2 separate regions of the Rattus norvegicus genome follow, and region 2 is linked to region 1. Evidence: chromatin contacts called from public Hi-C data. All regions are on one chromosome and are shown on one strand. Each heading gives the region's core, a stretch centred on a gene start, on an enhancer-like site or on the middle of the called end of the contact. The rest is flanking DNA. Distances are from core to core; before and after follow the strand shown.

What was found. Hi-C and Micro-C count contacts between places; a contact is called where the count stands out from the background.
Region 2: a contact with region 1 is called in a Hi-C map of kidney, with 4 times the contacts expected there. The contact joins the promoter of Noct here to the enhancer-like site in region 1. A contact is called at or near these places in 4 of 12 Hi-C or Micro-C datasets (kidney, liver and mammary epithelial cells).

The regions. Positions count from the first base shown.
Region 1 is chr2:137,380,720-137,388,102 of GRCr8, forward strand. No RefSeq gene overlaps it. Among named protein-coding and RNA genes, the nearest start is that of Noct, 38 kb to the right of the region's middle. Within about 2 kb of position 3,827, at least 5 of the 93 cell types and tissues checked have an H3K27ac peak or open chromatin away from gene starts, as enhancers often do. A contact at or near this core is called in kidney and liver, where this site is marked.
Region 2 is chr2:137,419,313-137,426,695 of GRCr8, forward strand. Noct (nocturnin) reads left to right here and starts at 2,762. Exons shown (of 3, transcript NM_138526.1): 1 at 2,762-3,167. The coding sequence starts at 2,987.

The sequences.
Region 1 (7,383 bases), core at 2,577-5,076:
AACATAACCTCACATCCAAATATGAATATAACAGGAAGCAATAATCACTATTCCTTAATATCTCTCAACATCAATGGCCTCAACTCCCCAATAAAAAGATATAGATTAACAAACTGGATACGCAACGAGGACCCTGCATTCTGCTGCCTACAGGAAACACACCTCAGAGACAAAGACAGACACTACCTCAGAGTGAAAGGCTGGAAAACAACTTTCCAAGCAAATGGTCAGAAGAAGCAAGCTGGAGTAGCCATTCTAATATCAAATAAAATCAATTTTCAATTAAAAGTCATCAAAAAAGATAAGGAAGGACACTTCATATTCATCAAAGGAAAAATCCACCAAGATGAACTCTCAATCCTCATCTTCGATTGGTTTATATACAAGTGTGCAATTTCTAGGCTTGAAAGTAAAATGATGCTATCTGGTGCTGGATAGAGGAGCCTTATTTTTTATTATGGCAGCTTGCTATTTTTGTAACATGGTGATTTGGTTGAACACAATAAAGTACAGTAGTAACTGATCTCCCCCTCTTCCTGGATGAGTGAGGAGATGATTAAATGTTGATGTCAGCATCCATGAGCATATTCAGATGAGCTTCTGCTTCTGTTGAAAAGGATGCTGTGTTTGATTGTGGTCCGAAGCTTTGAAGCACTACTTGGCATCTCCTTCCTTGAGGTCTTACTGTTTAAACATAACAGATTTGATAGCTTGTTGGTAAGGTGAGGTCCAGCTTGTCTCCACTAGGTCATCTTCATGTGAATCCGGTGGTTATACGGTTTTGTTCTAGGGATATTTCATTTTTTTAATAACGGTTTTAGCTGACATTCATGGAGAGAATGAATCCTTAGAACTGTGCCACTAGTGAAAGGAAATCCTGTCTAGAGTATGTTTCTTTACAAAGCTGTGTCACACCATCCTTTGGGCCCTCTGCTGGAAAAGTAGAATCAAGTCTCAAATAATGCCTTTTAAATTGTATCCTCTAGTATTATAGATGTAGGACAGTACTGTATCATACCTCTGTGGATGTAAAATAGCTTGTACCTGCTTTATGATACGTAGTAGTGACCGTGCTTTATCAGAGCTGTTTTTAATGATGTTGCTCAGAATGTTTTCTTTCCAGATGATGATTGAGAAGCTAATTTAAAAAAAAAAAAAATGGTGCCAGGTACCACAAGAGTAACAGAACTGTGCTGTTTTCTCGGGTTTTGTTTTTTTACTTTTTTTTTTTTTTTTTAATGGAGTGTGCTGGATGTCTCTACAGTTTTGTTCAGATGACTGCAGAACCTGGAAAAGCTGTTGCTGCTGTTGATGCATAACACACTGCTATTATTGGTCTTTTTATATAAATATAAATATATATATACAGATATATAATTTGAATTTTTTGAAACTTTACCTGTGCTGTCAACTTTCGAAAAAAGTATCCCCGTTTACTGTGTTGAGTTGGCACTGTACAGAAATTAACAGCCATATTGGTCTAGAAATGTTGAACTTAAGTTTTTTCCATTTGTACAGGGGTAACACACTGTATTAAATATGTAAGGTCTTATATACGTGGGTTTGATTACAAAAACTAATAAAGTATTCTCTAAATTAAAAAAAAATGTTGATATGAGGAGAAGTGGGCCTTGAAGCAATTTGAAACTTTAGGACACCACTGTATATCATAATTTCCTGAAGTAAACTATGTATAAGTGAATTGAAAAAAATCAAGAAAAAATAAATTGTAGGAAAATAAAAAAAAAAGGCCCAAAAACCTGAAGTATCAGTATACAGTTGTAAAATGTTTATGTATAAAATAGTGAGACATTTGAAGGTAGATGGGAGTAAGTTCATGATATATGTATACAATAAACCCTGCAAACAATAAAATAATTACAATATTATAAAAATTAAAAAAAAAAGAAGGCAGAAAACAGAATAATAACTTTCATTGCTCTCTGCTTTTTAACTTCACTCTGAACATATCTGTTGGGAGGCCACCTACAGGAAGTACATTAAACACCATCTACCACACCCTGATTGATATTGGCCCCCTTCTATGCACAGCAAGTGCCCATTACTCACAGGCACAATAGTACATTTCAAAGGAAGACACAGGGGGCAAGGTGGGATCCACTTCACAGTTTGTCATGGGTCAGCCTATTTGTGGTTTGATGAAGCAATATTTCTTCTTTTCAAAGCAATAAAACAGTTTTTGCTGTGTGCTAAGAAGCAGAAAAAAAAAAAAAAAACACTGTTTTTGAAACATATGCCTTAGTCGTCATTCTGCAGTCTCCTTTTCATTTGTCTAGAATTGCATAACTTTCAACCTTTGCGTCTATCTCCTTCCACTGGGGCCACACTTTCAAGCCTCATTCATATAGCACCTATCAAGTACTCCATTCTTCTCTCTGAATGGCTTAACAATGCTCTATTGTAAAGACAAAGCACATTTCCCACTCACTAACCAACAGACATTTGACTTGTTTGTGTTTCTGTGCCATTATGAATATTTCTGTGAACGTCCGCATATCCATTTTGTATGGATATAGGTTTTGTTTCTCATGAGCAATTGCCTAGGGGCAGAATTGCTAGACCATCTATATTTTTTTAATTGTATTTTTAATTATGCTATGCTGGGTGGGTGCAGATATGCTGGTGAATGCAGGACCAGAGGTGGGCAGAAGAGGGTATCAGATCCCCTGACCTACAGTTACAGGCAGTTGTGAGCAGCTGACATGGGTGCTGAGAAGTGAGCTGGGGTCCCCTACAAGGACAGTATCCCGTCCTCACCCCTGGGCCATCTCTCTAGCCCTCGTGTTTGCTGCTTAGACTCCATATGTCTGCCCTGTTCCTTTGTCCACTTTCTGATGACTGTTCGTGTGACATTTCTGAAGCTAGTTAATATCTCACCCAGTGAAGTCTGAATTCCATACAACCGATGGAGTTTCCACCCTAAGCTAGCTCAGCCTCTCCCGTGCTGCTCTGAAAGCAGCTGGCGGGGCTGGGGATTTAGCTCAGTGGTAGAGTGCTTACCTAGGAAGCACAAGGCCCTGGGTTCGGTCCCCAGCTCCGAAAAAAAGAACCAAAAAAAAAAAAAAAAAAAAAAAAGAAAGCAGCTGGTGTGCCAAAGCCATCTATCTGCTCTGTCCAGGAAAACAGGTTTGGTCACAGAGAAAGCAGGGAGGGTGCCCTCATGTCTCCCACAATTCCACACAGAAGGAAGCAAATGTCAGTCCACCCAAACTCTGCCCCCACCCCCTCGAAGAAAACAAAGTTTTTCTTTTCTTTTCTTTTCTTTTCTTTCTTTTTTTTTTTTTTTTTTTTGACAGAGTCTCAAGTGCTAATGCATACTCCATATATATGCAGTGGTGACCTTGAAGTTCTGATCCTTCTGCTTCTGACTGCCAAGTGCTGGGATTCAAACGCAGGTTTTCATGCATGCTAGGAAAAAAGTCTAACCACTGAGCTACACCCTCAGCCAAAAGAGCCCTACACCAAAAGAGCCGAGTTTTTTTTTGTTTGTTTGTTTGTTTTTGGTTTTGTTTTGTTTTGTTTCTTTTTAAAGGAAGGGGCTCAGAATCTCAGAACTGACAACTCAGAGCTTGGCACACATGTGTCAAACTAGAACTACCTACACCGTGACGCTAGTTTGCGATTTACCAGAGCACACCGAGCACTGACAAGCATAAAGACGCAAAGAAATCAACACCTCTGGCCAAAGTCAAGGTGATCCGGTTGGAAACAAAGCAAACAAAAGTTCTTAATACAGCCAGTGCTGAGGTAAGAGAGTTATGAATAACCTGACCCTTGTATCTGCAGATCCCAGAGCACCTCCTCCTCTAGCAGCCAATGCGCTAAGGCCAAAGTCGCATATAGTGCTGAAAGCTCCGGGCTGGACAGAACCAGCTGCCCTCTGGTCGATAGTAAATGCCATCAATGTGTAGTCAAGCAAGAGGGAATGATTGACTTGTCCGTTTGACAACACGGGGAGTGAGTTTTGTGTCTCGATATTGTTCTGGCAATATTTCACCAACTCCGCCAGCCCCTGTATGATTAGAAATAGATCCTGCTAGGTGTACTAGCTGACTCCCAGAATCCTTAGATGTCTGAGAAATAGGGTGTCAGGGGAGCAGAGATGCCTAGAGAGCAGTGTTATGAAGCTTGAGCTAGGAGGGAGATTAATGTTACAGCGTCATAGAACAAAATGCTCTGGGGTTCACAAGGCAGTGGCCTGTCTGCCTTACTGAGAGCTTGTAACCTACAGAAAAGGCTCAGTAGTAACAAGGAATCTGACATCAGAAGCTGAGAATAGCCTCCTGTCTGAAGAAAGCAAGGCTGTTCCTACTGTGTGGTACAAAAGCACAGACTGGCTAGGGACCCACCAGGACTGGGTTTGCGAGGTCAGAAGGGCGGGCCCATCTTCAGGTTTGGAAGCCTCTCACTCGGATGAACCATCAGTGTTCTGGAGAAATCATTGGACGGGCTATTTTAAGACTGAGTGTGGCTCAGTAGAGGGCTCACCTAGCACAAAGCTCTAAGTCCCACTCCCAGCATCGAATAAGCCAGGTGTGTCAACGAGCACATGGAGTCCCAGCTCTCAGGAGGCGGAAGCAGGGGATCGGGACTCCAAGGTCATCCTCCGCTATGGAAAAGAAGGACAGGAAGGAGGGAGGGAAAGGGGGAGGAAAGGAGAGGGGGAGGAAGAGGGAGTGAAATGCTATTTTAAGAAGAAAATACTCTTTTAAAAGAGTGTTTCTGGGGAATGGACACAGATGTGAGGTTTCATTACCTTGTACAAAACACATGAAATGTCCCGTCTTTACCTTGGAGAAGGTTCAAGGTAAATTAACTGTGCTGACTCAGACCTCGGTCAGCTTCAAGAGTGGCAGTTGCATCCACAGCAGGCTGCCTATGGTGGCTTTGGGCTAGCACTTGAGGGGAAATTCAATTTTGCTCTTGCTTTGTTTCCCGGGGGAGGTGTTGGAAACTGAACCTAGGGCCTCATACAAGCTAGGCATCCATCGTTATGGGGAGCTTCACTTGAAACCCAATCAAGTTAGCATGTACTGTCTGGCTTCCAGTAAGCTCAGCAGAAGTTCTGGGCATCTTGTGTCTTGGGCAGGGCTCTTCCTCCCTCCCCCATATAAACTTCAAGACTTCTGTTTAATCCCCAGTCTGCTCAGCTATGGCCCTCAGACCAACCACCCTCGAGCAGTCTCCCTTTCATGCTGCCGTAGCTTCCAGCCTTTCAGTGAGCTCTTTATCAAAGCTACAGGGACGATATATTCCAGCTCTGTAGCTCCTTAGTATTGGGCATCATTACGCTGAGGAATAGGCCTCATGTCACCTCCTCATTCTGAGCCCTAGAATTTGACCACCCAGATGACCAAATAGGCCCTGCTTTCACCAGGTGCTGCCTGCCCCTTGGCCCTGTCCTAGGTTCCCCTTCCCTCTTGGCTACCTGCCTGGATCTTGCCTGAGGTTATTATAGCAAGGCTCCGTGTACTAGCAATCCAAGGGTACATGAGTCCACTGGGCAGCTGGCCTCTGGCCTTGTGCTTCTAGGTCTCAGTTGCATCATTCGGATTTCTCTGACCTCTATCCTTCCTCCCAGCCCAGGACCGAACTTTCTGAAGAGAAGGAAAAACTTAGGGCTCTCCAGAAGAGCCAACCAATAGAAGGCACAGGGGGATCTCCGAAGAGATTTACCAGGAGGCGTCAGCTCTCACAGCTGTGGAGAGTAAGATGCCCAGAACCTGCTGCCTCCAAGGTGGAGGTCCAGGAAAGTCAGCTCCATGTTTTCAATCCAGACTTAGGGGAGGGAGTGGAAGGGAGACGAGGAGAGGGAAGAGAGGGCACAAGCAGTCTAGCCATATGAGGGTATCCAGAATATAAACCTGACTCCCTTTCATGTCTCCTTGGACCTCATAGAAGTGGGACTCATCACATCCTGTATCAGAAGGGGGCATAGTTAACAGCTCACAGTGGTTCTGTGCATGTGTACATGCAGAAGTGTTTTAAATGTGTATATATGTATACACACATATGTATAATACATGTATACATATATATGTATATGTGTGTGTGTGTGTGTGTGTGTGTGTGTGTGTGTGTGTGCACCTGTGTATGTGAATATGAGAGGGCCATGGAGCAATCAGAAGACAACTTGTGGAAGTCAGTTCCCTCTTTCCTCCTTGTGGGCTCTGAGAATTGAACTTCGATCATCAAGCTCCAAGCAAGTGCCCTTCCTTGCTGAGCTGTCTCACCAGTCCCTTTTTGTATATTTCATCGCGTATATTGGCTTATATACAACGTTGTTTTTAAGGTGGCTTGCTGTTAAACCAGAAGGCCATATGTCGGGGACCCAGGCACAGCCTTGTCCCCTTCAGCATCACAGTGTTTCTGCAGTCCCATTGGTGCAGCCTTGTTCAGGCTCCTGACCCTACAAGCATGTCGCAGTGAGGAGCACGGGCACTGTGCATGTGCAACGGAATGGGTGGGTGTGCATTCTGGTGGGTCTTTACTATAAAGTCACAGTCCCCCAGCTAGCCATCACACCTAATGTGCTCTCTGAAAGATGTCATCCAACCACTTTCCATTAAAAAAAAAAAATGCAACCAGGAGGGCTACCAGCACTGAACGTAAGGATATATCTTTATTTTATATGGGGGAAATTTGTGAATGAATTTCCCTCTTGTGGAGCAATCACCAGGGTCTTGCCTTTTTATTCATAAGCGGAGAGAATCCAGGCTCATGCCCTACAGGCATATGTCAAATGTGTTCACACCAACCAGAATTTGTACATGGAAATATGGAAATCTCTATAATATTATATAATATATAACATAATATATAATATATAACATGATATGACAGTATTCCATGCATGTTATCATGTGCAGTTACCTGCTGCATAACCATTCTTAGGGAAAGCTGCTGGCAGAGACACATTATGTAATGGTGAGGATCTGACACCACGAGTCAGAGTCAGTATCTGGCCATGTAAGTCCAGAAGGTCACCTAAGCCACCTTTGCATGCTTGCTGGTGACGTAGGAGCTGTTTTGAAATACCCCCCCGCCCCAGTGAACTTTCCGATTGAACTTAGCTCTTGTTCTTACACTTCAGCTCCACATCAATTTTTTGCTAAGTGTCAAACAGTATTAACTAATCTCCTTCCATATAAATGGGTGATGAAAATCATTCTTTTCACTAAAAACAATCTTTTTTTAATCTCACATCTAATTCTTTTAGGCACAATTACTTTGGGCCACCTTTCAGTTAGTATAATTCAAAAACAGATAGGTTTTTTTCTGTAAACCAACTGGAATATAAATAAGTGTTAATTTTTAAGTGGACCTGGCAGGGATGGCATGTGTCTTTAATTCCAGCGCACC
Region 2 (7,383 bases), core at 1,512-4,011, 38 kb after region 1:
CTTATCAAAACAATGGAAGTGGAGCTGGAGAGATGGCTCAGTAGTTAAGAGCACTGACTCAGAGGTCTTGAGTTCAATTCCCAACAACCTCATGGTGCCTCACAACCATCTGTAATGGGATCTGATGGCCTCTCCTGGTGTGTCTGAGGTACTCATATACCTAAAATAAATCTTTAAAGAAAAAAAAAATCAATGGAAGTAGCTTTCCTACTGGAGTCCACCTCGGCCTTTTGAACAGGTTCATAATAACTGAACAGGTTTACAATAGCAGAAATGAATCCACCCGCCCCACACACACATAGGGCAGGCCTCGATGCCTATCAGAAAGCGCTTGGCTACCCCTATAACAGTCCTGACACATTGTACCAATAGGTTGTTGTCTAGTCAGCTGGTATTGCTGCACATAGGGTCCACAGCAAAGGCTGTTGGTGACAAACCGCCCACTCACCCGTGCCCCAGCAACATATATAATAGCTTGTGTGGGCTAACTGGGAGAAACCTTCCAGTCCAGTTCCAGCTGGATTTCTCCATGTTCTGTGACTAACACATATGTTGACTTCAGGGTCTTATCACTTATTTCTGGTAGGCAGCCAACAGCAGCAGCAGCAGTTGCCTGTAGTGTTTTAATGGCTTCACAAGCTTCTCTGAAGTTCTGTTGTATGTACAGTAGCCTGCAGCCGGCACTGGGAGTTCTAATGGCTTGATATACTCACACGGGATACTCCCACTCAAGCTCCTTTCAAACTTTGTTAATTAGCTCCTGGAGTACCTACTTTCCTTAAGGCCATCTCACTCATTCCTAGTTTAGGTTGGCCCTCTCTGCTCCCTCTTCTGTGCTTTCTCTTTCTTGGCTACTAACAAACTTTGCTTGTGGGAGTGAGAAAGGGAGGGGGAGAGAGAATGTGGTGGTGGGAGGTGGGCGTGGGAAGGGAGTCAACATCTATATATCCATTACCTAAACTGTAAACCAACTGTTACACTTTGTTCTATCTGCAAAGCATTTACTACCTGTTTATGAATGACCCTTTGCCTTGTCTAATGACTCATGTGTGATTGCTGTGCAGATAAGACAGCTGAGCCTCAGACTCTAATGACCAGCTAAGGAGTTCCTGTCCCAGATGCTGTCATCATCGGCTTGTCAGCTGACTCATCCATAACCTGTGGGTGTCAGATTTTTAAGCCAGGTCTGAAAAAAAAATTTGGAATCCCTGGTGACGATACTCCGTCTCAAAGTTTCTTTTCCATTCCTGGTTAGTCATTCCTTACACAATCTACCTGAGGTATTTTTTCCAACTCATTCTTTCTAAGTTAACACTCCCTCTTGTTCTCTCTCCTGCTTCCCTCCCCGCCTTCCCCTCTTCCTTCCCTCTCCATACCCCCTTAAGTGAGAGTGTGAGTCTTGCGTCTCTTACACATTGTGTAAGTGCCCGTTCCTGCCTTTTCCTGGAACATATGACATTCATTTAAAACACAGCTCTGACCATATCCTAGCACCCATGCAACAGACCTGGCAAAAATAAGGGAATTCTCAAGAGACTCTGTGTGTGTGTGTGTGTGTGTGTGTGTGTGTGTGTGTGTCTGAGTTTCAGACTACTGAAACAATGGACCCCCAAGAAATGGGAGTTTCCTTCAGGAAATTCCTGCTGGGAAAAGGAAAAGGCTTCAGCCTGAGGAGTAATTTGTCTCTCAGGAAGAGAGTTCACAGTTCTATCTAGTCAGATCACCTTACAGATGGGATGGCACCCAATGATGGGCGAATGGTGGGCGGGACCACACTTTGACCAGGGCTGCTTAGATGTGTGTACCCCTGGACTTCTATTTAAACTTTAATCTCACTTCAGGATCCCAAAGGGCGATTTGGAGAGAGGTTAACTCTTTGTCCCTCTTCCCAATGTGGACATATTAAGTACATCTCCTTTTTCGTTTTTGTTCGTTTGTGTTCTTGGTTTTTGGGTTTTTTGTTTTGTTTTGTTTTGGTGTTTTGTTTTTGTGTTTTGAGATAGCTTCACAGCTCTGGCCGGCCGGAACTTTCCAGATCCACAGGCCCCTGTCACTCCGGTACTGGGATTAAAGACCTTCACCACCACTGCCACACCTGCCTTCTACTTTTAATTTGGCATTTTCAGTAGTTTATTAGATGGATGTTCCTCTAAATTCGGTAACAGCCCATATTACGTCTGGACCATCCCAAGCATTTGTTTTTGGTTTTATTTTTTTAGGTTTTTGTTTTTCCCCTAATTCCCTTAGCCTTCATTTTCCACAACTAAAGAGCTGTTTCCCAGGTGTGGGTTCCAGCCCTCCAATCATGGTCCATCTCCACGGCCAATCCTAACAGACCCTCTGGCAGTACAGGCGCTCCACGCCCTGCTGTCAGTTTCCGCACCTCGTGCTTGGGAAGCGGATGCTTGTTGCAGCCGCCTCAGAAGTAGTCAGCGCTTCCCGGTAGCTAATCTCCATTACCGCCACGGAGCGTGGAGCTGACCGCCCTCCGAGGACGTTCTCACAGACACGCGCTCGCACACACTCAGCGCTGGAACCAACCCGGGATTCCCAGCCTGTGGACGCTTCCATTGCAGCCGGCGGGAGAGGGCGCGGGCTCACGGAACGCCTCTCTAACGAATTCCTGCGGCGTTGGCCATCCGCCAGCCTCCACCCCGTGGACAATCTACTGTCTCTCTCTCTCTAGTCCAGAGGGTTCATTCCCGGCCGGAGCTGTCCCCGTCTGACTGCACCCAGGCCGTGCGCCCGGATTCCCCCGTAGCCGCAGCGTGGTAGCGCTCGCCCCGCCGCCGCTCGCCGGTTGCTCCCCGGCGCTAGCCAGCTCGCCTCAGTGAGCCACTGCCGCCGCCGCGTCCGCCTCACTACACTGCTTGCCCGGTCGGCGCCGAGGGACGAGGAGGAAGGAGCACACCGCAGCGCAGCGGTCCCAAACCTCCACCGCCGCCCGCCTCGCTCGGCCCGGCTCGTCAGCGCGGCGGCGCCCGGCATGTATCAGAGCCCGCGGCGGCTCTGCTCGGCCCTGCTGCTCAGGGACGCCCCCGGCCTGCGCCGCACACTCGTGCCCGGCCCGCGCCGAACGCTCGCCCCGCCGGTGCTCGGATCCCGGCCCGCGTCCCCACAACTGCAGGCGGCGGCCTCGGGCGCCGCGAGGTCGCGTCCCCGAACAGGTGAGCGGGAGCGCGGAATGAATGGGCGCCGCGGGCTGGTCCCCGGCGCTCGCCGCGGCGTCGCGTCTAGAGGGAGCAGACGCTGCTCAGGGGGCCTCGCTTTCCACGTTCGTGTCTGATCTACCTGAAGCCCGGGTGTCCACAATGACCCCAGTAGCTAACGCTTCATTTTACCCACCCGGGTGCAAGGAGGTTACGTTTTGATTGCAGACTGCTTGTGGACATCTTTATGAGGTGGGGAAAATACCTAAAAATGACAGGATCGTGGGTTTGCAGGGCCTGCGGGCTCTGAATTTTCTCAAAGCCCTATTACTAATAGCACATGTTACCTCTTCCTGGAAAGGGGTCTCCCACTGCGTCTTAAATCCCTGCGTGAAGCTGACTCTAGATGAGCCTTTCATCAAGAGTCAGTTCTGTGCATCATCTGTGTTTTAAGTGTCCCCTTTTCTGCCCAAAAGCAGATTGTGACGATCGCAAACTACATACAAATTAAGTATGGCTTTTAAATGAGTAGTTTCTCCCTCAAATCTAGCAATTACTTCATGTAGGCTCTCCTTCAAAACCAGCAATTACTCCATAACACTTCTCCAGAAAGTGTAATTTGATTGTTACCTCAAATTAGGTTATTGCCGTCTAACCTACGGATGCTGTAACCATACTTATTTTACTAGAGTACATTTTGATAGGGTTTTGGATTAATTTAAGGACAGAGTGCACATTAGAAAGTATAGATTCCCTGCGGCTGTCTTTTGTTGCTTTTTTTTTTTTTTTTTTTTTTTCAAGACATGGCTGTGGCTGTTCTAAACCTTAACTATGTAGACCAGGCTGGATTCCAATTTATAGAGATCCACCCGCCTCAGCCTAGCGAATGCTGGGATTAAAGGCTTGCTGTACAAGTAAGTTATCATCTGAATCTGATTGAAGCCAACACCTTAAACTGTCCACAATCATATTACTGGCAGATATTTAGAGTGGTTTTGTTTTGTTTTAGCTAACCAGTTAAAATGGGTGTGGTGGCACACATCTATGATCTCAGCACTCAGGAGGCTGAGGCTGGAAGACCAACATTTGGAGTGCCACAACCCCGATACAGGAGAATCTGTTGTGGGTGTTCCGTTTTACCGGGCAGTGGTGGCACTCATCTTTATCCCAGCACTCTGAAGGCAGAGGCAGGCAGATCTCTGAGTTTGAGGCCAACCTGGTCTACAGAGTGAGTTCCAGGACAGCCAGGGCTTTTTCAGAGGCACCCTGACTCAAAGAGGAAGGAAGGACTTTTGAAAATCTAGGGCCGTGGGTCTATAAAACTTCGGTGGGTTGTGAAATAACTGTCGGGATGGACAGCATCCCAGTAACACCAGCAGTAGCTGCTGGTGGTGTTTTCCTGTCGGAGGGACGTTATTAGGTCTGAAGGTGGAAAGGTTGGCTGGCACCAGCTCATTTTAAATCCCGCTCCAACTCCTTCAGATTTGTCATTAGGCACATCTGTGAATGGAGGGAGCTTGTGCAATACAGATCAAGGACAGCTGTGATAAGGGAGTCAGAGTGTGCAGTGTGAGGCTTCCACTGATGGCTGATGCATTTCTTTAAAAGTAGTTTGAAAACCCTTGGATTGATGGGTAAAAACCCATACGTAGGGTAGGGTAGAGGGAAGTGGTAGACTGTGGGGCTTTTAACATGCAACGGGCCTAGCAAAAAAGAAAAATTGCAGGATTTTTATGGTACTTAAACTGTTTTCAACTGGACAGGGTGTAGGCAAGTTTCCTGATCTTGTAGCTTTGGAGGGAAGATGCAGCCATTGATTCTGCTGCTCATTCTCACACTGTGTCACCATAGCTTTCATACAGAAGTGTATTGAGGATTCTGAGCTTCAGGCTATTCAAAAGCGCTTACATTACAAAGGAAATGGCAAAGATGCTTGCTACCAAGCCTGAAGACCTCAAGTCCTTCAAGGTGCTCTCTGGCATCCACATGTGCCTACACGCATACAGCAAATGGGTATCATTTCTAGATTTTAAAGAGGGGAGATTTAAGCAGATGTGGTGATTCAGGCTGGAACCTTTTTGTTTTGTTTTTGAGAGAGTCTCAAGGTAGTACTTGCTGTCCCGGAACCCTGCACACAAGTGCTGGGATTAAAGGTGTGTAGCCTGGCCAGGAGCAGATGTTGAATTCAAGGCCAGCCTGGGATGCAGATAATGGTTCCAAGTACTGTGTTCTTTAGGGAGAGAGGGTTTTTCACCAAGGTCTGTTTGATGAAAACTTTTAGTCCAATAGTGACATTTTTGCTGTGACAAGGTGGGGGCAACCTGTAATGATAACTCTTGATGCTTTCAGGGGTCAGAAGGTGGCAGCATACGGAGCTAGACTTGAAAGAGAAAATACAGACAGCTAGACGTGCTGGGACACACCTTCATCCCAGCACTCTGGGAGGCATAGGCTGGCAGGTCTCTGAGTTCAAGGCCAGCCTGGTCTACAGAGTGACAGAAACCCAGAGAGAGAGAGAGACAGAGACAGACAGACAGACATGAAAGTGAAACATCTGAGGAAACAGCAGAAAGGAAAGAGAAGAAGGACCTCTAAGGCATTAAAAGAGGGCAGAGAAACATTTTGATTTCTGCTTAAGAATTCAGATTATTGAAATTTTTTTTTTTTTTTTTTTGGAACTGGGGACCGAACCCAGGGCCTTGCACTTGCTAGGTGAGCACTCTACCACTGAGCTAAATCCCCAACCCCAGATTATTGAACTTGATAAATCAAAATTGAACACCCAGGTTCCACATTATGAAAAAGAAATAGCAAGAGCTCAAATCCCTTTTATTTCTTCCTTTTCACTTTTTAAATAAAGATTCATTTTGTGAAAGTTGTTTTGTGTGCCTCTTATCCCACGGGTGTGGAAGTGCCTGAGGAGGCCAGAAGAGGGCACCAGACCCTGGGGTGTTTTTAGGAGAGGCCAGATGATGGAAGGATCCTGAGGAGCAGCAATGCTCTGACTATCGAACTGTCTCTAGTCCCCCACCTTCCCTTTTCTTTCTTAGGGTTAAACCTAGATGCTTGCTCGTGGTAAGCAGGTGGTGGTGGTAGTGGTGGTTCTTTTCCTTTTTCTCTTTCTCCTCCTCCTCCTCCTCCTCCTCCTCCTCCTCTTCTTCCTCCTCCTCCTTCTTCTTTTCCTTCCTTCCTTCCTTCCTTTTGAGAAAAGGGTCTCATGCTGTCCAGGCTGACCTTAAACATTCGTATGGGACTATAGATAACCTCAAACTCCCTGATTTTTCTGCCTTTACTACAAAATGCAAGGATTATAGGCATGGGCCACTAGGCCAAGCAAACACATTGTCCCTAAAAGCCCCAAACTTGTTAAAAGGCTCTGAAGAAGCCGAAAGCTTTCTCCGACTCTTGTGAGGTTGTGAGTGCCAACACATTCACAGTCTAACCTGCATCGTGCAATTAAAAGCTTAGAGGATGAGCACCTCCAGAGTTATCACATACTATGTGGGCTTAAAAGGGAACCTTGGGGCCCACCTCAGCATTTTGCTTTTCACTCCAAAGACAGCAGCCCACAGTAAGGCAACAGTTGCCACAGTTACGGTGCCACAAGGATGCAGAGAGTCGTCTGTGGGCAGGGAAATGCTGTTCTCCAGATCCTCCTCCTCCTCCTCAGTTAATGAAGAGTTGGCTGGATGCCTGCTCTGCACCACTGGAACACGGTGCTTTCTTCTTGGAACAGTTTAAAGGCAAATAGCAGCTCAGTAGAAAAGACATCTTTATTTAGTAGGCCCCTTAACCATGTGAATAAGCAAGCTGTTTATGAGAAAGAGGAGATGGCAGACTTGTTATTATCAGGCTTCTCCAGAACACACGCTTTTCCTTGTGGAGAACTAAGCTATCATTTTCCTGTAGTAGTCAGTGGTAACAGTTGAAATGCCGAGGGGGAGTGGGAGTGGTGCTTAGGTTAATAACCAGGGCTGCAGAATGGGAATCAGTGGATGGACGTTTGCAAATCTTCTGACCTTGCCTGCTTTGTCTTGATGCCAGATGGCACCTAGAAGGGATTAACACATCAACTGAGAGCACTGTACCCACAAACTTTGTTGAACGGTGTACTCAACCAAGTGTTCCAGTGTTCCAGGTGCCAATTACAGCAGGAATTGAGAACAGCAATCCAGATTGGTCTGGCCAGATTGCTGTGGGGGGAAAACTTTGGAGTGGGAGAGAAGAGGTCAGA